Linked DNA regions of Mus musculus: region 2 is linked to region 1. A link is a contact called in public promoter capture Hi-C data. All regions are on one chromosome and are shown on one strand. The core of a region is the stretch at or near the end of the contact, and the rest is flanking DNA. Distances in the headings are between cores, read along the strand shown.

Region 1 (5,451 bases), core at 1,654-4,153:
TACCGCTCCTGGGCGTGTACCCAAAAGATGCTCCACCATACCACAGGGATACTTGTTCTACCAGGTACATAGCAGCTATATTTGTAATAGCAAGAAACTGGAAACAACCCAGATGTTTCCCAAAGAATGGATCAAGAAAATGTGATTCATTTGCACCTGCTATTTTTTTTAATCTCACACTTTTATGACTTACACACTTTTATAGGATAGTCTCTGAATGTCTCATGAAAAGTCAAGAAATGCATACTACACAAGTATAGGGAAGAGATTAAGCATGGAGTTTGCTTTCACAGGGCGCATCATTCAGGGAGGATCCTTACATTAATTGGATTGCAATCAAATGAAACTATAAAGACTTGTGCAGAACTCCATACAAGTTCATAACATCCAGATCCAGCCACATATTTCAAAGGCTCCCCAAGGAAATGGAAAACAGGTTGGGATCTGAAGAAACAGGACAGGAACTTATCTGATGGAAGGTGTTAAAAACAGAGAACAAACACACATCGAAATCCACAAATCCCTACCACAATGTCACCTGCCTCCAAGTCCTCAGACAGCATTGTTGTTATTTGGACTTTTAGCTCCCATGTGCTGGACTATGGGATGGTACCAGGAGTCTGAGAGCTGCAATTCACAGTGGCCTACTGTGCTCTGACAAGTTGCAGTAGTCAAGTCCCATCCCTTCCCACAGTCACCAACTCAGTCCAGAGAGAGAGAGATGCATAAATCTGATATCTTTCCCCAGCATTGTCTAACCTGGCCAAAAAATGTGTATGGGATGTGTGTGTGTATCTTTCTCTCTCTCTCTCTCTCTCTCTCTCTCTCTCTCTCTCTCTCTCTCTCTCTCTCTCTGTGTGTGTGTGTGTGTGTGTGTGTGTGTGTGTGTGACTTTATTTGAGGAGAAGGGCTCACGTGCCAATTTAAATGTGTACAGATCAGAGTCTGTTTTCTCCTTCTTCCTTGTGAGTCCCAAAGATTGAGCTCCCACCATCAGGGTTGGTGGCAAGCCTTCTCTACCCACTAAGCCATCTTGTCAGTCCCAAAACTGACTCTTTAAATGACAATGAGAAAAAATATTGGTAGGGAGAAAGATCAACGTTTTATAAACATGTGCCCTCCACAAAACAAGATAATTAAGATCCTGATATAAATTAGCTCTATAGAAATGATTGTCAAGGAAGGGAGGAAACAGAGACCAGCAAGGTTAAGCTACTTGCTCTTGGCGACACAGGTAATAAGGAATTGCATCAAGCTATGGTACCCTCCTCTCCCTGGTAATAAACCCTGTGTCTGTATTACACCCTGCAGCCAACAACAGACTGGGGGGAAATACACCAGACCAGTGGTTCTTTGTGTTGTAATATCCAAAATGAATTCAAGACCACCCAGTACCTTCCTCCTTCGAAAAACACTTTCCAAACTGTACTTGCAGGCCACGTGCAGAGCCAGATAGGGAAGCCGGCTGACTAAACAAATGTAAAAACATAGTTTTGGTGGTCAAAATGATTAAGCTTGCAACTACCAAAACAATACTAGCTGTTCTCAGAGAAGTAACCATAACAAGATTAGCAATTCTCCTGACCCCTGCCCCACACTGAATTCTGACAAAGACCACAAACCACCCTGAGCTTGTTGTGAGAATTCCCTTGACGTTAATAGCTGTGATGTTAAAGTACTATTACTTTGCTGACCAAATCATAATAACCCACCATGGGGGCAAGCAAAGTAGTCACTGGGCCATAGGGTTACTTAGTCACTATACAAACCAACCAATGCCTGAAAGGGTTACTTGCTACACCAATAAGAACCCTGTTACTCAAATCTGCCCCTTACAAAGGTATAAAAAATGTGATCTTTCTTTGTTCTGGGTCTCTCCTCTGGCCTGCGTGCTGAGAGGGGTGTCCCCAACATGTTGGATCAATAAAAATCCTCATGCGGTTTGCAGCGATGGCGGCGGTCTCTGTGGTCTTTCTGAGTAAGGGTCTTTTGACTGGCTACAACAGTGTGTGTTCTTAAAATCAGCAACATCAATGCCCCACCCGGGGATTTATTATAAATACAGATTCTCCAGCTCTTCACCAGCTAGCTTACTGAAGGAGTCAGGAATCGTAGGTGCAAGGCACAGCAACCTGCCAATGAGCTCTGGTTCTAAGAAGCAGCGCACCAGGTCAGCGTGCTTCCGAACATCTGACGAAGAGACTTTAAACCCCCACTTACTATTTTTAGAGCATTTCTTCTCCAAACACAAACAGTGCCTTGGGGGTTTTAACCTCTAAGGAAAGTGCTTACATTGGTACTGGGAACGTGCAGTTGGCAGCAGCAGACCAGCTGCTGTTCTGCACACAGATGCTTTTTGCTGGGATATAAAAACAATCCGGCAGAGCGCGGGCCCCAGCCCCCAGGCTTGGGGGGCTAACAACGTGTACATTTTCCATGCCCCTGGAGAACAGCAAGCCTCAGAGGAGTAAAAAGAGACTTCCTGTCCCTTTGTAGTTATCAAAAATAAAAAATAAAATTAAAAAAAAATCTAAGGCGAGACTTCAAAGCTCAAAAGAGGGTTCCCACCATCCTTAATAAAGAAAATCCATCCAGCCCCACCCTGACCCCAGACAGAGAGAGTCATCCCTGGGGAAGCATTAAGTTAATCACTGTGGTACCCTTTGGGGCAAAATTAGTAACAGGAACTGTGTTTGAAGGCTCTTGGTAGTGAGGCTTTCCCTGCGACAGGCAGAGGAAATAGTGGAAACAAGACGCAGGCTGCGGGGTGCCTGGAAGCAGCAGGCATTAGGGTTGCTAGTCAGTGCAGTTGGATTGACAGGAGTGGGAGTGTACATCTGGGCCTAAGGGTGTGTCTAAGGCTGGGAAATGCCTTTTGTTACAGAAGGTGGCACGCCTCCTCCTCTCATCTCCCTGCCAAGACCTCAAATAAAATCGTTTCCTCCTGAAAATGCCCATCTCGGAACCTTGGCTGTGCCCCGAGGGAGGCACCGGAATGGCAAAAGTGAGGACATACGGCTGCCAGCATCGTCTATGCTCTAGATAGGGGTCAAATGTCAACTTTCTGCCAGGTCCAGCCCGGATGTGAGGGCTGTGAAGGCAACAACCAAGGAACCATTCCTTCGGATGGAAGTCCTATGGCAGAGAGAAGCTGATGTTTGAATTTTCCTGTAGAGCCCTTGAGGTTCCATGAATCAGTCTGGGAAGGATGCAGGTTAAGTGGGAAGCAGAAGCCCTCAATCACGTGATGACGGAAAAGCCGAAAAGGCTGGGTTATACCCTTAGGAAACCTATTTGTTTCTTGGCTCCCTGCAGGGGCATGCACACTAGCAAAGGCTCAATCCCTTCATTATTCATTTGATCACAAAAGAAGGAATGAGAGGAAAAATACTTTTATTTTTCACCAAGCAATCACCAAGCGCAGGTAGGAGTTGGGTGTTTCTCTTTCCTATCTTGATGAATAGCTGGGGCTTGGGGGGGCTTGTTTTGTTTTTCTTGGCTTTTGTGTATATCCGTTTCTTGTTGGTGGGCTTGGCTTTTTGTTGTTTTGATGATGTTTTGGGTTTTTTCTTTCTTTCTTTCTTTCTTATTTTTTTTTTTCAGCAGGTGCTAGTCACAAAAAACAGCTAGGATGAAAGAATGTACTTTTTGGTAAAAAGGCTTCCAGGGTTGCAGAAAGACTGGATACAAAGACTTAGATGGGCGCTTAGGCTCGATAGTCCAGTCCTCTTCTAGGCGAGCTGAGTTTGGTTTCCAAGGGACACATCTGCCTGTAACTCCAGCTCGGGAGGTGGGGGCGGTGGGGGGGGGGGGAATCCAATGTTCTCTTCCGGTCTCTTAGGGTACTGCACCCATGTACACACACACACACAAACACACACATACTTAAAAATAAAAATAAAAGAATTATTTTTAAACAACCCAACAGGTTGATAGGGCTGGAGATATGGCTCATTGGCTGCTCTTCCAGAGGACTGAGGTTTAATTCCAACATCTATATGATAGCTCATAATCTCCTGTAACTCCATCTCCAGGATACCTAATACCTCCTTCTAACCTCTGTGGGCACTTGCACTCTCATGCACATACAAGCATATGTAATTGAAAATAAAATAAAATAAAGCAATAGTATCATAGATAATATTTTGGTATTTGTCTTATAATGCCCAAAATTAACCTGTAAGCCTTACCTGCCCAGAAACCCAGTAACTTCCTGCAATGCTGGGAATTATAGTTCTTAGGAAACAGCAAAGCATCATGGGAAAGTACAGTGGCCTATAGGTTTGCCCTTTGCCCCTGCAACCCATGGCTCAGGCCATTCTCAGGTGGGAAGTTCTGTGAAATGGTCCCAACTAAGGTCCATCCCTTGGTCAATATCTAATATTTAATAAAGGTTGCTTTAAATTTGGTCCAGAATGTTGGAGTTGTTCCCCCCACCCCACCCCCCGCATATCCCAGAATTAACAGTCTCCCAAATCAACATGTAAACTGTAAAAGACACTTAGTGGAGGGAAGAGAACACTCTTGTCAGGTGTCTGTCCTCCGCCTTTTCTGTTGGTGAGGGCCAGGTTCCTGCAGGCTTGCAGGCCACCTCTGACTCACTCCCGGTGGCGGCAGCTGCTGCTCTTCATCATTTTCTTCTTTGGCAGTTCCATACCTGTATGTAATGAATTTTAATAGTCTTATCCTTCTCTTTCTCCCACTTGAAACCCTTAGTCTCAACGAAGAGCCCCTCCTTCTTTCATGTCTTCTTTTGTGTGTGACTTACTCAGTCTAAGGTAAGTCGCCTGCCTGAGCGTGGGTGGGAGTTTATTTCCTGGAGCATGGGTAACTTGTCAGCTTCCGTGTCACTGCAGAGGATGATAGCTACTCCCTTGGCAAGCACTAACTTCTGTTAGTCCTGAAGGGAGGGGTGGGGCCTCAGGGGACCCTCCCACACACTTGATGAATGCCCAGTCGCCTGCAGCTCTAGTGCAGGTCACCACATGAAGACAACAGCTATGTCAAGCCCAGAATGGCTTTTACATTCTTTCTGTCTCCTCTTCCCTGAGCATTGGAGAGGGTGATAGAGTTGTCCCATTTAGGGCTAATTATGACTCCAGCCTTCTTAATCGCAAATCAAATGTTATTGCTACACTCTTCCTGGGTCTGTCTCCTCAGACCCTTTCTTGAAGTCTGCCCAAGGACCATCAACTTCACAATGGAGAAAGAAAAAGGCTACCTCCAATAACACTGCTGACAGATCAGTCCATGGTCTTCCAAATGAGAATCACAGCAGTTTCTACTAAGGGTTTTGCTCTAATCCTAACATTTCTGGCTACAGGCATGGGTCTTCCCTTGCAGGGAATGAGAGGTGTTCTGGGTTTCACCTCATCTACATCCATCCCCATCACTCAGGTGTTACTGGTTTTGAAGGGATGAAGGGAACATAAAGAGCAGCTGAGGCTTGGC
Region 2 (5,451 bases), core at 1,775-4,274, 410 kb before region 1:
AATTAATTCAGTGAATATTCTTATAGTAGCTTCTTTCCTTCTCAGCTACTAAGTTCACTTAAAAACAAAAGCTCTACAAGTTTATGTGAGTCTGTTCTGTTACTATAAGTCACTATATAATATAGAATATAATACATAATATACAGAATATGATAGATAACTATAATAAAAGATATATGATAATGATGTCTGATATATAATATAATAATATATAATATATTTGTATTTACTAGTTATTATTATATTGATATATATTTAATTATATTTAATATAATTATTCTATTATATATTATATTGCATACTTGTTTATATATAACATAATATATTATTAATAATATGTCATATTAATATATAATATATTATCATGCTATACATTCTATATTGTGTTATGTGTATTATATAATTATAATAAATATATTTACATAATATCATATATAGCATATAATTAATATAGCAATATATATGTTATAATTATATATTGTATTATGTTATATTTTTTTCATAAAATTTATCACAGTAGTGGGGATTGCAAGCCATAGGTAGCTGACACTTGATTGAGAAAAAGAAGTAGGAACCAGGCTGGGCATGGTGGCACACGTCTTTAATCCCAGCACTCGGGAGGCAGAGGCAGGCAGATTTCTGAGTTCGAGGCCAGCCTGGTCTACAAAGTGAGCTCCAGGACAGCCAGGGCTAAACAGAGAAACTCTGTCTCGAAAAAACAAAAACAAAAACAAAAAAAAAAAAAAGAAAAAAAGAAGTAGGAACCTTCCTCCTCCTTTCCATGCCAGCAGACAACAGAGCTTCCTCAAAATTCTGGAGCAACATAATTTAGAACCAAATGTTCTCTCATTCAATTTCTTTTTATCCAATACTTCCTCATCTAGGCTTTACTTGATAGAAATGGCTCTGTACTTTTTAGGGTCAGTGGGTCAGTCAGGCTCAGCTTGTAATCATGAATCATGAAAAACTGGCAAGCTTAAGGTATAGAGCTGAGGGTGGGGGCTGCTTAAGAGATGGCACTATGATTAAGAGCACTGGATACTCGTCTAGAGGACTTAGGTTCAATTCCCAGCACCCACAGGACAGCTCACAGCCCTCTGTAACCTTAGTTTGTAGGCTGTTGGCTAGCACTGCAGGGTTCATCCCTGGTTCCTCATAGAGCAGCTAGGGTGAGTGCCTCAGACCTGGGATCCCACAATCCAGGAGATAAAGGCAGCCCAAGGTCCTTCTCAGCTGTACAGCAAATTCCTCAGAAGAACAAAGAAATAAGAACAGGAAGGTCCCCCTTGAAGGAGTCCTTCCCAAGGACCCCCATTCTAAGTACCCCACTGGCCCTTTGCTTAAGGCAGTATGCTGAGGCCATCTCAAAGAGATGCTGAGTTGTTTGTTTACAAACAGAGTGGGGGAGGGGCGGTTAGTTAGATTCCCTAGGTGTTCTTTATGACTCATGAGCAGACACTCCCTGGCTGTGAGGGAATCCTGGACCAGCCCTTCACACCTCACAGGGGAATCCTCAATTGCTTAGTGAGTACCTGAGGCTCTTTAAAGTCCCTCCTCGGAAGCTCTCAGAGGCTCAGAATGTTGAGCCTTCAGCTTCAGGGTGACTGGGGTCAGCGCCAGCCTGGAATGCCAACCCATGATATCAGTACAAGGATGGTATCAGTGAGGGACAGGTTCTGTGTACAAATGCCTGAGGAAGGGAAACAACTCCAACTCCCCATGGCAAGGAGATGAAGCTGCCATTCTCAGGACTCTCCATCAGTAAGCCATCTCTTCTATAAGGTTACTAGGGTCCCTTCAGTAAGAAAAACCTGCCTGGGTGCTGACAGTTCTCCAGTACCCTCCAGACCTTCTCTTTGTTTTGACCCAGGTCAATGTGACTTCAAAATTTGCTTACCAGCCCTCTTGCTTCAGGGAACACACACACACACACACACACACACACACACACACACACACACGCGCGCGCCTCCCAACTCAGCAATCTTATTTGGGTCAAATGTAATCCACCCAAATCAGATTGCGTGCCTTTTAGAGGTGACAACACCATGCGAGTAAGAGCCTGCCTGCCTCCCTCCCTCCCTCCCTTCCTTCCTTCCTTCCTTCCTTCCTTCCTTCCTTCCTTCCTTCCTTCCTTCCTCTTTTCCTTCCCACGACCCTGAAGTGATTCCCATGGGATAGAATGGAAGCCCCAATCGAGGACCATGTTCTTTTTTTATTTTTTTTTAATTTTAATTTTAATTAATTAATTTATTTAGCTTACTTTGCTTTGTAAAAATCCAGCCTTAAAGGTCATTTCATCTGGCCAGCAGCCGGATGCCCCAAGAAAGAGCAGCATTGCTTTATTTTTATAATTCAGTTTTCAAACTTCTTAGACCTGGGAAGATCTGGGATATTCCTTGTAAGGACGTCCCAGGATGAGATCTAAGAACACCACATTTCCCTGCTGCACTGGGTTCAGCTTCCGCCCCCTCAATTCTGAATTCTTAGGGTGGCTTTCTCAGAAGCAACCCCTCCCCTCCACGCAACAATTCTGGAGCCAGTTTCTGGGGAGCTCCGAGGTGAGTCCTGAGCCAAACACTTGAACGTTGTGGTTCCAGCCCACCCACCTTGAGGACCACGCTCCCACGTCCCCGCAGTAGCCCACTGACACCATCACAAGCCCTTCCCTGCCCTTGGGCTTCTTACCTGGTCACTGCACTGACTCCCGGATACCCAGAACCCTGAGCGCAGCAATGCCACCAGAGCGAGTCAGATCCTAGCACGGCAGGCTTCCAGACAGTCTTTTTACCCCCGGGGATAGAATAACTCAGAGGTGGGTTGAGCATACAGCCTCCTCGTAAAATCTACCTTTAGGCTCGACCCTCCCCTCCTCCGGTTGCTGTGCAAGAGGGACAGGGGAGGAGCGTGTGGCCCAGCCTCCTGACAGCTCCAAGCTGCTGCGACTCAGGCTCACACAACACTAGCTCCAGGGACAGCCACCACTTGGACCTCTTCGAGCGCCCATGCGTGGATCCTGACTGTGCCTGGGGGGCGGGGAGGGTGATGATGGGCTCTTAGTTTCCTAGTCTGACACCCGATTCTCATCAGGCTCGCGACGAGCTGTGCCCATCCCCAAGCCTATCTTTCTAGCCCCGTTCTGTTCTCCATATCCGCAAAGTTCACGGAATCACTGAACACTAGTCGAGAATCTAAAAGGTTCCGCGCAGCTCGTATTTTGCTACTTTGTACCCAGAATCCCGCTTCACCTCTTGAGGAGATTACGTTCCAGACTAGAAGGCCTGCCCCTACCCAGCTTTCTTACTTTGCGATTATGAGGAACAGAGTGATTGAAGAGTCCGTCTCATAGCTCAGTCTGACTAGGCTATTAATGATTGCTGTAAAAACATTTCCATGCAAATACAAACATCCTCTCCAAGGGCGTGGGGGTGGAGGTGGAGATGTGAAAGGTTCTCTATAGGAGCAGAAATTTGGAAGATTCTTGAGGGCTCTTTCTCAGCGGTATAAAAAGTGTAAACAACGGGGGGCGGGGCGGGGGTGGGGGCGGGGTGGGGGGTTGGAGATTCTAAGGACTGAAGAACAAAGGAGAGATTTGGATTGCCAGGATGTATACAAAAGTGCAGAGAGCTCCAGGATTGCGGCTTTAATGAGTCATCGCTCGCACCCACGGAGCTGTGGTGCTGTGTGGGAGTGACGCAGTTGCTCCTATGAGTACCCCTTCATCCATACTTCTGTTAGGAACCCCAATCCTGACGAACTCACTGGTTCACCAAGCTAGACACTGGGGAAATTGTTCTATGGATCAGTCTGGGTTCCCTTTCTGGGGTGCATTAACATGTGTGTTGTATCTCCCCGGCAAAAAGGTTTTCTCCTCAAACCCATCTTCCGATCATTCATCTAAAGCTGTTTAGAAACTTTAGGGAAATTAGGTTGAAATTTATCTGTTGTATTACAGTATTATACTTTTGATTATTTTGGATTAGGTTAAGTTCTCACTTAGTCTTTATGAGTTTAAAACAATAATTTTCTGCAGGATCAAGGGAGAGTAAGAAGGAGACCTTGGTGTCTAGCTTTAGAAATGTAATCTAACAGTTTAGCAAGGCAGAGGGGATAGAGGAGAAGGGCTCTGGCCTAACAAAGCTAGGTTTGCCATGTTCAGGTCTACTAGAGCCTCTTCGGACGAACACAATAACTGAGAAGTAAATATAGGATATTTATAGAGGCCTGAAAATACTGATCAGTGGTAGGGCACTTGCCTAGTACACATGAGGTCTTAAAGAACCAGCCAGCCTCCATTTTAGTAAAGACAATCCAGGATCATTCCTGTTTATGATTAAACCTCTGCTTCTCAAAGACTGGGCTGTGCCCCACCGGGAACAGTGAAAAGGAAACAGGAGCCACATTGTTATACATTGTTATTAAGTCTCCATTCCCTACAAGAAGTGTCTGTTCCCTAGGACCAGTGTATCTTGCAAACCATGTTTTTCTGTCTACATTGAACTTGCAATCCCATGATGTTTGTTCATTCTTTTGCCTTGCTAAACTCCCGAACCTGTGACTATGACTGCCTTCTTTGGGTTTTGTTTGTTTGTTTCTTTTGGTTTTGGTTTTTCGAGACAGGGTTTCTCTGTGTAGCCCTGGCTGTCCTGGAACTTATTCTGTAGACCAGGCTGGCCTCAAACTCAGAAATCCTCCTGCCTCTGCCTCCCGAGTGCTGGGATTAAAAGTGTGTGTCACCACGCCTGGTTTATGACTGCCCTCTTGCCTTATGAAAATATGCCTTCCCAGATACTCTGATGACTCTTCTTTCACATGATTTATTCTTCCACTTCTTTTTATTGCCTTCTTTTTTGCAGCCCAATATCCTGCCACCTGTTTTTTATCACACTTTACCCCACAGAAACCCTTGAGCCCTGAGTCCGCTGCTCTTCGTCTAGGCACTAATAGCTAATTATCCCCATAATAGCGGTCTCAAAAGCTGATAAGGATCTGCTCTCTGAAATTCCGATTTTGGGAGAGGCAACTGACTGGCCAGTCTAAATAAAGTTTGCTTAATCAGAGCATTGTGGAAATGCTCTCCACCCCAACCCACCCCCATCAGGTCTAGCGTAACTTTAACTACAGATGGTTCCGTAATGCCTGCTCCAGCAATGAACCATGCCTTTGTTTCAAAAAGTTGTCTGTAGCCATCTTGCAATCCTACCTATGTTTCAAAAGGTTATATGACCACCTACGGCAACCTTGTTATGAGTGCCTGTTAATATGACTAATAGGTTTCTCCGCCAACTCAGTATGCCAGTTCAAGGTGAATCAAGACTATAAGGGCAGGTTTATTGAGAGACAGCTCCCAGGCTGGTTCTCAGATGTCACAGGAGGAGTTCAGTGGAGTTGAAAAGCTGGGTTAAAGCGAAGGGGTTTCATAGAGCTTAGGTAAGGAGTGAGGACGTGCCA

The links. Capture Hi-C pulls out chosen DNA fragments and counts their contacts.
Region 2: a promoter capture Hi-C map of adipose tissue shows a contact between it and region 1, with 2.6 times the contacts expected there. The contact joins the promoter of Pla2g7 here to the promoter of E130008D07Rik in region 1.

Annotation. Positions count from the first base shown.
Region 1 is chr17:43,155,743-43,161,193 of GRCm38.p6, reverse strand. It overlaps E130008D07Rik (RIKEN cDNA E130008D07 gene), which reads left to right and starts at 2,903. Exons shown (of 6, transcript NR_045155.1): 1 at 2,903-3,424; 2 at 4,717-4,778.
Region 2 is chr17:43,566,024-43,571,474 of GRCm38.p6, reverse strand. Pla2g7 (phospholipase A2, group VII (platelet-activating factor acetylhydrolase, plasma)) reads right to left here and starts at 3,024. Exons shown (of 12, transcript NM_013737.5): 1 at 2,689-3,024.